Regions from separate parts of the Mus musculus genome. Here all the other regions are linked to region 2. The links are chromatin contacts, called in public promoter capture Hi-C maps. All regions are on one chromosome and are shown on one strand. The core of a region is the stretch at or near the end of the contact, and the rest is flanking DNA. Distances in the headings are between cores, read along the strand shown. Region 1 has its middle 45 kb from the start of Gm31496. Region 2 holds the start of Itih5 (inter-alpha (globulin) inhibitor H5). Region 3 holds the start of Atp5c1 (ATP synthase, H+ transporting, mitochondrial F1 complex, gamma polypeptide 1).

Evidence for each region. Promoter capture Hi-C pulls out the DNA fragments that hold promoters and counts their contacts. Capture Hi-C pulls out chosen DNA fragments and counts their contacts.
Region 1: a contact with region 2 is called in a promoter capture Hi-C map of embryonic stem cells, with 2.1 times the contacts expected there. The contact joins the enhancer-like site here to the promoter of Itih5 in region 2. A contact is called at or near these places in 12 of 39 promoter capture datasets (the C10 cell line, the SN4741 cell line, cranial neural crest and 6 more), 15 of 484 Hi-C or Micro-C datasets (the G1E-ER4 cell line, the STO cell line, Sertoli cells and 11 more), 21 of 115 datasets of contacts at active chromatin or transcription factors (the 230-238 cell line, the NIH/3T3 cell line, acute myeloid leukemia and 14 more) and 4 of 9 other capture datasets (adipose tissue, embryonic stem cells, liver and 1 more).
Region 3: a promoter capture Hi-C map of adipose tissue shows a contact between it and region 2. The contact joins the promoter of Atp5c1 here to the promoter of Itih5 in region 2. A contact is called at or near these places in 5 of 39 promoter capture datasets (cranial neural crest, liver, neutrophils and 1 more), 1 of 15 datasets of contacts at CTCF or cohesin (the NIH/3T3 cell line), 5 of 484 Hi-C or Micro-C datasets (B cells, embryonic stem cells, hematopoietic stem and progenitor cells and 1 more), 4 of 115 datasets of contacts at active chromatin or transcription factors (the 230-238 cell line, effector CD8 T cells, embryonic stem cells and 1 more) and 3 of 9 other capture datasets (adipose tissue, liver and pancreatic islet).

Annotation. Positions count from the first base shown.
Region 1 is chr2:10,260,481-10,264,644 of GRCm38.p6, forward strand. No RefSeq gene overlaps it. Among named protein-coding and RNA genes, the nearest start is that of Gm31496, 45 kb to the right of the region's middle. Within about 2 kb of position 2,346, at least 35 of the 459 cell types and tissues checked have an H3K27ac peak or open chromatin away from gene starts, as enhancers often do. A contact at or near this core is called in embryonic stem cells, oligodendrocyte precursor cells and trophoblast stem cells, where this site is marked.
Region 2 is chr2:10,150,607-10,155,123 of GRCm38.p6, forward strand. Itih5 (inter-alpha (globulin) inhibitor H5) reads left to right here and starts at 2,937. Exons shown (of 14, transcript NM_172471.2): 1 at 2,937-3,149. The coding sequence starts at 3,060.
Region 3 is chr2:10,078,689-10,082,979 of GRCm38.p6, forward strand. Atp5c1 (ATP synthase, H+ transporting, mitochondrial F1 complex, gamma polypeptide 1) reads right to left here and starts at 1,822. Exons shown (of 10, transcript NM_020615.4): 1 at 1,660-1,822. The coding sequence starts at 1,715. Kin (Kin17 DNA and RNA binding protein) reads left to right here and starts at 1,924. Exons shown (of 5, transcript NM_025280.2): 1 at 1,924-2,056. The coding sequence starts at 1,943.

The DNA.
Region 1 (4,164 bases), core at 1,096-3,595, 110 kb after region 2:
GTCTCTCGCTCTTGGTGCCCCTCTTCCTGATCATATTGTTTTCCCCAAACAATAGCTGTGTTTGTGCGAGAGCAGACCCAGGGTCCAACAGCTTCCTGGGGATTTCTGATGATGGAAGTTGAACACCGTACTCCACAAACTCATTGACATGACCACAAAGTAACTTCATCAAACTGTGAGCGTAAAATTCATTGTAATACGATTTTCGAAATAAACTCTGTTTCAGACTTACAAAAGCAATGCAGAAAATACAGTATTCAGAATAGTTCAATGTAAATGAAGGCCTGAACGGCAGGCTTATACCTGTTCGTCCTGTTAAGGTTTCCAACTGGAAGCCCACCCTCATTTCTGTGGTATTTCAGGCATTAAGATGAGCTCTTAAAAAAAAAGTCCTAAATAAATAAATAAATACATAAATAAATAAATAAGTACTCAAACCATGCAGTCTGGCTTCTACGCTGTAGGTTCATATGGAAAGCTACAAGAGAAACAACCCTTTCCACAGACAGGTAAAACCAGCTCAAAATTCAGTTCAAAAGTGAGGTGTCTAGCCATGGAGATGGTTTAGTTGGTGTTTGGCAAGACCTGAGTTCAGTCCCCAGAATTGTCTTTAAAAAGATGAGCGTAGTGAGCAAGCTGCGGATGAAACCGAGACCTTGTCTCCAAAAACTGGGGGTGAGGGGGTTGGAATGGGAGGTGGGGAGGAGGTGGGGGGGCATGGGGGGAGGTGGGAGGATGAGATAGGCATTCAAGATTGACCTCTAACCTCTATGTCCATACATATGCAAATGTATACACACAATCAACACACACACAAAGTGATGTGTATTTAGAAAAATACTCGAAGCCCAGGAATATTCTAGAAGCTGAATGTTCTAGAACTTGTAAGCAATGCCTTCTCCTTTGAATTCTTCATCTGCCTAATTGGGACACTATGGCATCCCTCAGTGAGAACTACGCTGTTGAAGTGAACATAACCGGAAAGCTTATACATAGTCCAATGACATTAGCCTTCTACTCTGTTCAAGCAATTTACCCCCAGCACAAACACTTCCTCAAAACGGACGTGTTTCCTCATACGCATTCAGAAGGAATGTCAGGAGCACAGAGCAAAGGGAGGGTGTCAGCCAGTCTTTCTGTGCAGCCCAGAGATAAATTTATTTTGTTAGGGTCACAGACAGCAGTCAGATTTACAGAGCTTCAAAGAAATAGGGGGTTAAGTAAGAGGTTAAGGCAGGGAGCAGGAATTGTTTGTACCCTTAGGCAAAGAAGAAATGCTATTTCATCTAGAACAGTGGTTCTCAACCTTCCTAATGCTGCGACCCTCTAATACAATTCCTTACGTTGTACTGACCCCTAGCCATAAAGTTAGTATCATTGCTACTTCATAACTGTGATTTTTGATATTGGGGGTAGAAGTTACCAAAGGGCCTCCACCTGAAGTTGACAATCACCAATCTAGATCTTACTGAACTGCTTTGGAGGTGAACAACACCCTAGGATGTTACAGGTTGTTCAAAAAACACCATAAAGGAAAAGGGAAATAAATTGCTTGGAAGAAGCAAAATTTCAGAGAGAATGAAAACCTTCCCTTGTCTCAGGCCCAGTTTCTTGGATATGGCTGGCCTGACTGCTGTGAGCTTCTCTTTTGGGGGGCAAATGAAAATGAATGGGGAGCTTCACCTGTGGCCTCCCTGGGTCCCTGGGACACCAAGCTTCTGCCTGTACACTTCAGACATATAACGGGGCTGGGGGAATGGGGGAGGTGGCAGGAGGTGTGTGTTTATATGCTCGCAGCCTGTAGCTGATCACTGTAGTTGGCCTTTGGTTTTGCCAGCGGATTGGTGCAGCATACAGTGTGAGGTCTGATAGGTAAACTTCACAAGGAGTCATTAGGATGGCCACTGTCTTCCAAGTGTTTGCTACTGGATGAAAAGAGTGTCTAGAAAGGACCAGCAATATGGAGCATGGGGAGAGAGAGCAAAGCCTCAACCTAGCAGCTAGGCTTTTCTGCTGGACCCATGGCTGACTGACATTTTCTCAATTTAAATCCTTAGATCCCAGGAGACCTAGATACTAGTTCCTGCAGAAGTGTTGGAAGTTCATTGTTCTTGCTTTTCCTCAGGCATACCAAGACACATCTTTCAGTCTGCAGATTTTGGGAGCAAATCATTGTGAGAAAGAAGCACCCAGAAACACACCCAGGAGCTGTGAAGGGGGCTGTGGAGAGCAGAGCAAGAGGTAGCTGGGCAGAAATAGCGAGACAGACTCATATGCATATTGAGTGGCTTTGGAAGTGTCACTTGTCTTCCTGTGAGAAGCGTAGACAATGCAGCTATTGACATGATTAATGAGAACCTTGGGCAGCACCAGGCAGAGAGGGCGTCAGGCTGAGAAGAAGTGAGAGCAGCTTCCTTCCTTACTGTCAGCCACTCGGCAGCTGGGTCTTGGGATGAGCCTTGCCCTAGTTTTTGCAAAGAGGTAAGCAAGTCTCCAGGAGTTTTGCAAATGAACTATGCTCCCAGTGGCTGGAGAGAATGGGATGAGAAGGGGGATGGGTCATATGCAAATGAGGTACGTTCCCAATGGCTGGAGAGAAAGAGTTGAGAAAGACTGCTGAATGAGTATCCTGGGCCAGACATGGTGGCACATACCTTTAATCCCAGCACTTGGGAAGCAGAGACAGGAGGATCTTTGCAAGTTCGAGGCCAAACTGGTGTCTATAGCAAGTTTCAGGACAGCCAGGACTACATAGCCTGTCTCAAAAAAAGTAGAAAGAAGGCATGCGTGGCGCACATCTTCAATCCCAGCACTCAGGAGGCAGAGGCAGGTGGATTTCTGAGTTCGAGGCCAGCCTGGTCTACAGAGTGAGTTCCAGGACAGCCAGGGCTACACAGAGAAACCCTGACTCGAAAAACCAAAAAAAAAAAAAAAAAAAAAAAAAAAAAAAAAGAAAGACGGGGCTGAAGAGAGTCAGTGAGGTGAGCTCAGTGGATAAACACCTGCCTCACAACAATGTGGACCAGGGTTTACGTCCGCAGGTCCAATGTAAATACCAGGAAGCACGAGGCTGGGCTGGCCAGCCGGGTTAGCTGAATTAGTGAGACCCCTGTGATATCAACCTCTGGCCCCTCACACAGCCGCACACAGTGTTATCCCTGTACATCCGTGCTCCTCACACAGTGGGAAAGATGAAGTCAAGGGACCTGAAATATAAACAATAGCAAGCTGGCTTCCAGGTCAAGGATGTCTTAACTTAGGCATCCTAACGAAGCTCTCCATAGCAGATAGTTCTTTGCTGCTATGTTCTGCAGACGACCAGACTTCGCTGTCAGACTTGGGTCCCTGTCCTGTTTTAAGCCTAATACACCCAGCACAGGTCCTCAGAAAAACCCTCCCTACCTCTCAGTGAACGCCTCCTTCAAGCATAAAACCTATGACTGTTTTGGGGTTTGTTTCTTTTAAACCTACCTTCCTCCACAGCACTTTAGCATTTAGGCCACCTCTGTTCCAAAGACCTCCTTGTGAGGTCAGGGGAGGCAAGTCTAGTCTTTCTGGGTCAAGGTGCAAGCTACCCCTAGTAAGCCACTGATGGCCACACAGCCAGTGTGAAGCAGCACTGGGCTATCAGCACCTGGCCCTGTGAGGTAATTTTTCCCAGAGGCAAATGCTGTTGCTGCCCCTCTTTGCCTGGGGTCTACTAGGATTACAGCTAAATGAGCTGGGGAGGAGGGGAGGAAAGGGAAGAAAAAAACTCAGCAGGTTAAGTAGAGCCAAACCCTATCCCCACAGTGTAGATCCCAGGCTGCTGTCCTTGCCCAGCCTGCTGGTGAAGAATGGAGTTTATTATGTGGGGGCAGAAAGGGAGGTCTGGGAGGTGTTAAGCAGAGAAAACGGGTTGAAATTCAAGATGAGGGGATGCTGGCAGCCCGGCGCCTGCTGTTCGACAGTCTGATGAACTCCGATAAACCCGGGAGCATTTTACAGCCCCTCTGATACAGCCGGAAACTTTAGCGCCCTGGACAGAAAATTCGAGGTTGGTGGGGGAACATTTGGCAGAAGGCAGCTTTCCTGGCCCCACCCACCAGGCTTTCAGTAGCACAATAGGACCTGCATGGGAAGCACACAGACCTCTGTGTAAGATGCGGCAGACCTTGTCATTTG
Region 2 (4,517 bases), core at 1,687-4,186:
TACAAATTACAAATGTAGGTTTTTCTTTTTAAATGGGGTTACTTCCTGACACACCCATCATGAGTTGAAAACATCATTTGTATGCAAGTACATTTAAAATGTCGAATATTGACCATCATACCCGACCCTATCACAAACAGGCTAAGACTACTTCTATTAGAATATAGAATACAAAATCATCTAACCCAGCTTCTATTTTATAATCAAGTGTTGAGTGTCTCACACACATATTTAGATAGGTATTTTGTTGACCCAATGATGCATGAAACAAAACGTACACTATTCCAAAATATTGGCAATGTACTGTACTCAGGCAGATATGTCCAGCCTTTTACATTGCAACAAGATTGTCTTCAAAATTCATGCTTAACAACTACTCAATATAGTCATAAAAAAATCACAAAGGTATTTCACACTGTTTCAACTAAGCTTACACTTTTATACTGATCTGTCTTCATAGCCATCCTCAGCCATGGGCTAGACATACCTGCTAGAGGATATATTGGTTGTATATGCTAGAGGATATATTGGTTGTATATACTCATGGTTACACCGTTGATCTGAAGCTTCAGATGTCATGCTATTCCTGTATCATGGGATAACATAGCAACAAATATTGCTGGTCTGGAGGAAACATGAAACAAACCCCTAAACTCAAAGCACGCTCTCTCTTAAGTGTGTATTGTCACCGGGAGTGGTGGCTCATGCCTTCAATTCCAGCACTTGGGAGGCAGAGGCAGGTGGATTTCTGAGTTCGAGGCTAGCCTGGTCTACAGAGTGAGTTCCAGGACAGCCAGAGCTACACAGAGAAACCCTGTCTTGAAAAACAAAAACAAAACCAAAGCAAACAAACAAACAAACAAAAAGTGTGTATTGTCCTGGTCCACTATAAAGTCTATGGGTTGTAAGTGGGCCATTGTGAGCTGAGGCCCTTTAACAGACAGTGCAGAGCCTTTATCAAGGGGGCCAGTGTGGACAAGCCCTCTCCTTCCTTAGAACCTATCCACTCCATGTGTCTTTTGTCTCATTCCACTAATCAGAAGATTATCCCCGTGCTAACTGTGCAATGTACAATGCTAGAAGCTGTAAAACAGGCTGGTTTTCAAAGAACTTCTGATCTTGTCAAGAGATTGACTAAAAAGTAAAGGAGGTGTGTTTCAGTACCTTGGTTCCGGGAAGAGGGAGAAACCTCAGTCTAAAGAAAACAAAACACACTTCTTCATGTTGCTGCTGTGACTCTAAGCTAGAGAGTATTTGATAATAGGTAAAATGTGAAGCGGGGGTGGGGGTAGGGATATTGAGTATGGTCCTGTGTAACATTTCAGGATAAAAGGAATCTAAGAGATGAAGAAGATGGAATCCCTGGTCTGTTTAAGCCCCCAAATCATGGTAGCCATTACTGTCCCTCTTCCAATAACCTGATGTTGTCCATTGCAATGGGGACTCTCAGTTCACAAATAGTTATTCATCCCTGGGGGAGCTAGTGGAGAAGATCTGAGGGTTTTTTCCTTAGTGAGAATAGCAACTGTAAACAACCTGTTTGCTGCCAGGTTTCTATGTGGTTTCTGTGTGGAAACCTGGCTGGAGCAGCCTTTCTTCCTGCTGGCTGTGTGCCTTTTAAATTACTGGGTGATTAGGCTAATTAAATGATTAACGTTGACGACCAGGATCTTCCTTTCATTTATTTCACAGTAGCACCAAGTTTGCTTGTTCGAACTTCTCCTGATTTCTCTGCAGAACGAACACCATTGCTCTAAGAATAATAAGTGGGATGTTTTAAGAGGAGGTGGCTGCTCAAGCCATAATGCCTACTGTTGCTGATTTTTGTGAAGTGTATTCCTGTGTGTTTTTACCTAGTTATGATGTGTCAGTTGATGTGGTTCTGTGATCTGACATCCCTACACCCACCATCACACTGCCAACACTCTCTGTGTTTCTATAGACCTCATGATTATTATTGGCTGTCTAACGGGACATATCGTGCCTAGGATGGGGGCAGCCACTTCCCCATTTTTGGTCACAGAAGCCCGTTTCTCACCCTATCTAGATAGATGGAATTGCCAGAGACAGAGTATGTCTTTGAGACAACTGCCTTTTGCACTAAACACATAGCTACATTATTTGTGCACAGGGCAAAAAGACTGCCCCTCCCCCCACACCTACGGTTGCAAAAGGTCAGGCATGGCAGGTTCACCGGAAGTGGTTTTCCTGTGGCAAGTCAGAAATAGAACCAACATTCTGTAATCAAGATACATGCTACTCATTCCCCAGCTAAAATCCAAACAGGTTCAAATGTTCTATGTTCTCAAAAGCGAACGCAGGTTCTCTTTTCTGTCCTCCAATACCAGAGTTCATCAATTAAATGGGACAATGCAGCTTGTGTGCCTTAGACCATCAGTTGTCATCTCGTGTTATTTGTGACTCTAGCATTGGTGGCAGATACTAAGGGCGGGCCCCTGTCAACTTTAGACTTCAGGTGAGCTCTAAAAGCTGATCTGGGCAACAGGAATTATGCAAATCCTAAAGCGAAGGAAACCGGGGGATGAAGGGTTGGAGTGATGTACCTGGCAGCTACAGGCAGAGGAAACAAGTTCCACTGAAGTTTGTTGACTGCATGCAGGACAAAGTTCGCTTCGCTGTGCACTCAACTAGGGCAGGTCTGGAGTCTTTTCCTCCTGGAACCAAACATGGGAACCCAGTAGCTCCTCAAGCTGGAGGATGGAGGTGGTGGCCTGCAGAAAGCTGGCCTGCGGTCAACCTTGGAGCCCAGGGGAGGCAAAACTAGGATCATAGGGATCATAGGGTGAGTTGTGGGCGGAGCCAAGGATGCCCTCTAAACTCCCCAAGGGACAGAGAGGCGTGGCCTGGGGTAGTGGTAGTGCGGCGACAGGCGACAGGACTCAGGATGGCCTGAAGGGCATAAAGGGGGCGGGGACATTGATGGGCGGGGCTTTGGTGGAGGAAGGGCTGGATGCAGCGTGTTTCTCTGCAGCCGCGGCTCCTCCAACTCCCTGAAAAACCTTCGCTGTCCCAGAGAGGTCGCGCGCTCTGGCTTCGCCATGCTCCTGCTGCTAGGGCTGTGCTTGGGGTTGCCCCTCTTCTCAGAGTCCCAGGAAGAGGCAAGGAGTTGGGACGACACCTCGGAGCAAGTAAGTAGGGGAAAGAGCTGTGGGAGCCAGCGACTCTGTCCCTTCCCTCCATCTCCCTGGGGCTTATGGCTTCTGGACAGGCTGGAATTGATCTGTAGGATGCAAGGAAGGGGGGAGGGGGATCGCCTTCCTCTGGGTCTGCACTGTTTCTTTTCCCAGTCTTCAGCATGGGGACTTTCCCATCTGTTGGTCACTTGTGCTACTTCTGAGTGGTCCTCAGCGCCTGCTCCGTGCCAGATTCTCGCAGAGCCGTACATGGAACTTCAAAGTTGTGCAGAATCCAATGTTCTTGTTAGCTCCCGCTGCCTACCAGATTCCTATCCGTCCTTACAAATTTCTGAGAAGGCTCCTGCCCAGCAGTTCATTGAAAGTTTCCGAAAATCTTAGAAGTGTGAGATGGTTAACTGTTAGCTCTCACCCGGGAAGCGGGGGGGGGGTGGGGGGGGGGGTGGGGGGGTGGGGTCGATAGCTGATTAAAAGCCTTAAACTCCTGGAAACTTCAACACTCTCCACCCAAACATGGGAAAACCCAATTTGCCCTCTGGTTCTTATTAATTGTGAGTAGTTTACTGGAGGTCCCACAATTAAGCCAGTGTCAAGCTCAGGTACTTGGTGCATACGTCAGAGTTTGTGTTTTAAGTTCATAACCGCACAGATGACAACAGCTCTGCAAATGAAAAGGTTCAGTCCAGTGTCTGACCACTGGAAACGTTCCACGAAAACTGTCAAACAGATATGTCCTAACATCCCTGTAAGGATCCTGTAGGAGAAGCGAGCTTTTGTGGAGGTGTAGGAGAAAAGTAGGCTTGGGTCCAAAGAAAGGCTGGTCCCCACTCTGCCTACTCTGCCATTTACAGCTGTCCTGAGCACACTCCATATTTGAATGCAATGTATTTTCTCTGCAAGGCATGCTGTTCTATGGGGCTAGGGCTGGACTAAAGCCTGCTATTAACCCAGGCTGGCTTTGAACTCTCAGTCTTCCAGTCTGACTCTTCCAAATGCTGGGATTATAGGTGTGCATCGTGTCTGGCTTACAATTCCTTTTGAGCATATAGCAAGGACCTGGTATCCAGCAGGCACTCAATAAATGAGAGATATTTTATTGGTTAGGACTTGGCTACCTAGATCTGTATTCTAAACTGCCAGCAGGGTTGGCACTTGACATAGCTTCTGCTGGTAGGCTTCTACTGTGGAATTGCTGAGGGACGGAATTCAGAGTAAAGTTCTTGAAGCTTTGCGAGGGTGTAAGGGGAAGGGAATGTGGGAAGAACCAAGACAAAGAATCTTTCTGGGGACTAGAGATGGATTCAAGCCATGTTGTCTCCACGACTACAAGTGAGCTTAACACTTTCCAAGGTTTCTTTCTTA
Region 3 (4,291 bases), core at 572-3,071, 73 kb before region 2:
AGCAGTCTGGAAGGAATGCTGGGAGTGTGTGATGCTACATAGTGTAGAGTTAAGGAAAACACCCAACTAGCTAACTAGTGAACACCTAACCAGCTAATACCTAGCTAACTCTCAAGAAAACATTGGAAGCGTATCAAATTCTGACAGTGGCCTCACTACACTTGACAAAAGAATAGTCTTTTCACACATTGTATACACAAACACGGGAGACAGCTGATGTTTGCTGAGGACCACTGGATGCCAACAAAGACCCTTCACATCTTATCACCTAAGAAGTGCCAACTGGTGCAGGGCAGGCACTCCACAAATATCTACTGGCTGAAGGAGACACAACTGAGAATGCAACTGTTATTGACCTCCATATAAGTAACTCAAGCTGACTTCCAAGGTTAATCTAACAACATCTGAACGAACACACACACACACACACACACACACACACACACACATTCTCTGGAACTCCTTTTGCAGACTAGGCTGGCCCAGAACTCAGACACCCACCTGCCTCTGCATCCTGAGTTGCTGAGATCAAAGGTGTGCACCACCAACATTCTTCCAATACATAGTTCATATCTATCGTATTTAATTGCCTCACTACTTTGGAGTCTTAGCATATTGCTACAAATTCTTTGCTTAATGAAAGAACTATTTCAACTAGTTCTTGGCAGTTCTCTAACCTAGGTTACAAAACCCTAGTTCAGTGCTGGAGCGCCTTAATAATCCTCTGTACCATAAAAACAAGGAACCACTAAAACACTGTCCACAGTTAACAATCTCCTTAGCACCAGTTCTTCTAGCAGTCTAGCTTCAAAGTAGTTCATGTTATTATACAACGTCACCCATAAGTCACGTTTTACCTGACCTTCCCTGGGCATTCTAATATACAACTATTTTATTTTGCACAGAGGATTAGTATTTAAAGTCGCCCAACCTTATGGTATCCCTTTATCAAATGGAGGCTAACAAATGTAACTGTATTAAGGCCTCCTCCTCCTACCGAGGGACCTTGGGACAGTTTTATGACCTTGCAGAGATTGTACTTCAACACGAGGGCATGATGACAATGGCAATGTCTTTCTCTTCCTCATCGGCAGATTTTTTTAAACCCCTTTAGCACCAAGGCGACCAGCAGGTTCAGGCGGGGGCTGATTTTGAGTTCCTTCGTTTCTCCAGTACCCAGCAAAGAGTCGGATGGCTACACAGTGAATGCCTTACCAAAGAGCTCAAGCAAGCCATCACACCTTAAAGGGTCACGCTGCTCCCCCGTGCAGTGTTTCACAGGGCTTCAAAGCCAAAAGTTACAACCAAACGTTCCCCGGTCGCCCCTTCACCTTCAGGGCCTTTCTAAAGACTTTGCAAGCTGTGCTCCCGGGTACGGAGCGGAAGTACGGAGTTGATCGAAACCCAGATGGCTCCAAAGCTCAACCCGAATCCCGTCCGGGTCCCGAGGTCCCGGATGGCCGTTCCAGTCTCAGGGGATCAGACCGTGACCTTGTTCTCTTTGACCCCTACCAGGGGTCCGGCACGCAACCTTCCAGCTCTGCAGACATCCCCGCGGCCTGAGCTGGGGCCTTCTTCCGCCAGGAGTGAGCATGCAGCTCCATCCCTCCTGCCTCGCAGCAAGCCCGAGCCCCCGCATCCCTCCCGATGTGGTCCTACCATTGCGGCTGCACGGCGCAGGCCGACAGCCCGACAACGCTCGCCCGCGAGAACATGGTGGAGCCTTGAAGGTCGGGCAGACGGGACTCAGTGCGCGTGCGCGGGAGCTCAGGCGCCCCGGCCCGCTCCGCCTGCGTCCTCGGTCTCGCTAAATCTCGTGAGCGCCGAAGCCGCGAGTTCCCTGGCCCCACCCATTTCCTGCTGTCAATTTCGGTCCCGCCTGTCCCCGCGCTGAGCCAGTTCCGCTTCCGACCGCTTTGTAGTTGTAGCGCTCAGGGTCGCCATGGGCAAGTCGGATTTTCTGAGCCCCAAGGCCATCGCCAATAGAATTAAGTCCAAAGGGCTCCAGAAGCTTCGCTGGTACTGCCAGATGTGCCAAAAGCAATGCCGCGACGAGGTAAGTGACTCAGGCTGGCCGCGACCCCTCCCTCGGCTTGGAGCCCTCTCCGGCGCAGTCTTCCCCAGCTCGGCGCGAAGCCCTCCAGCTCCACGAGAAGTGGTCGCAGACAAGCACTCACTGATCGCTTACAATCGCTAGGCTGAGCACTGAGGTTTTACATTTAGACTTCCCTGGTGGGGTCGGTCGGTCAAGACGAGGAACTCAAGTTGCTCCGCTTAATAGTGACATGGGCTTGGCCACTACTGGTAAAGTAGAGGTAATAGTTGTACCCACCGGCAAGATTGTCGCCGAGTTTTTTCATGGAGAGAAGAACTCTCCATGACATAAATGCTTCATTCCCGACTTGCTACTGCTATCCTATAGTTTCAGTATGTGGGTTCCCAAAGGTACAGGCGTGCAGTCCATCGCACCTAGGAGTGACCGCTAAGTGTTTTTCCATATTTGCTTACATCATATAGTAAATTATATAAATATATGAATATCAGTATACCTTCACCCTTGAAGACTTAATTGTGTAATCAACATAACAAGTAATCGTATTATCTTTTCAATTAATGCCAAAATGCCACCAATATAACAGAACTAATAAAAATTCTTGTACATTATCTGATACATATTTTTGTTTTAGAGACAGTATCTCAGTATGTAACTTTGGCTGGTCTGGACCTCACCAGGCTGGCCAAAAAACGAGATAGACCTGCCTCTGCTTCCCAAGTGCTGGTTGATATCAGAGATATACACCACCCTACTTTATATTAATACTTTCTTGGTAGTCTTGTGGTGGCGATGGGGACCAGAGAGGTTGTTTATTAAGCAGTGCTACAAGTTTTGTTTAATGTCTTATGTATGCCTGGCAAATGCTCTACCACTGAGCCCTCATGCACTGCGTCATATTTCTGTTATCTTATTTTGGTGTATGTGTTTATGCATGTGTGCATGCTGCACCAAACAGATACATCCATACGGAGATCAAAGGGCCACATGTAAATGGTTATTTCCTTCCAGCTTGAGGGTCCTGGGATTGAAGTCATGTTGTCACATCTGGCACCAAGCGCCTTTAGCCACTGAGCCATCTTACTGACCTTATGCCACCTTCTTAGTAAGTCATCACAGACTGAACCCAGTCCCACTGCCACTGACTGGATTGCAAAACTCTGTGCATGTTATTGTTTTTCTAAGACAGGGTTTCTCTGTGTGGCCCTGGCTGTCCTGGAACTTGCTCAGTGAACCAGGCCCAGGCTGGTTTTGAACTCATAGATATCTGTCTCTGCCTTTTTAGTGCTGGGACTAAAGGTGTGCAACGCCATTGTCCAGCTTCAAAACTCTGACTTACTTACACTCATTTCTTTCTTATTTATTGTTTCTTTTGTTTTTTGCGATAGGGTTTCTCAGTGTAGCCCTGGCTGTCATGGAACTCTCTCTGTAGACCAGGCTGGCCTCGACCTTCCAAATGCTGGGATTAATGGTGTGCTCCATCACCACTCAGCTCAGTTCTTTTTTTTTTTTTAAATATTTGTTTATTTATTATATGTAAGTACACTGTAGCTGTCTTCAGACACTCCAGAAGAGGGCGTCAGATCTCATTACAGATGGTTGTGAGCCACCATGTGGTTGCTGGGACTTGAACTCAGGACCTTAGCAAGAGCAGTCGATGCTCTTAACCGCTGAGCCATCTCACCAGCCTCAGCTCAGTTCTTAACCTTTTAGTTATCCATGGACCATCTACAATTTTTGCCTAATTTGTGCACTGCCTGAAAGAAATGATCAAGTTTTACTTTAAAAGAAATTTGGTATCAAAGACCAGTATTGCTTTTCATAAATTAAAATATGGATCAAAATGAAACCAAAATATTATTCAATTCTAGAAACCTAATGGATTGGAAGGGGTGGAGGGGATATCATGGCTCTGGCCTTCCTTCCTGTCAGTTTTCCCAGTATTTCAAGATGGGGACAGAAAAGGGAACATGTAAGAGCCACGCCCTCCTTCCCTTGAGTAGGGAAGGCAGGGAATGTACCTGAGGCCAGCCAGCCAGAATCAGCATCCCTACCAAGAAAACACAATAAACAGACCTGCTCATGTGTCCTCTTCTCATGAGAACTTATGTTCAGAAGAACATTTGAGGATGGTGGAATGGGTGACAGATGTGGTGGCACACACCTGAAATCACTGCACTTCACAGACAGAGACAGGAAGTCTCAAGTTTCAGACCTGACGCTGCAGTTTAAGGCTTA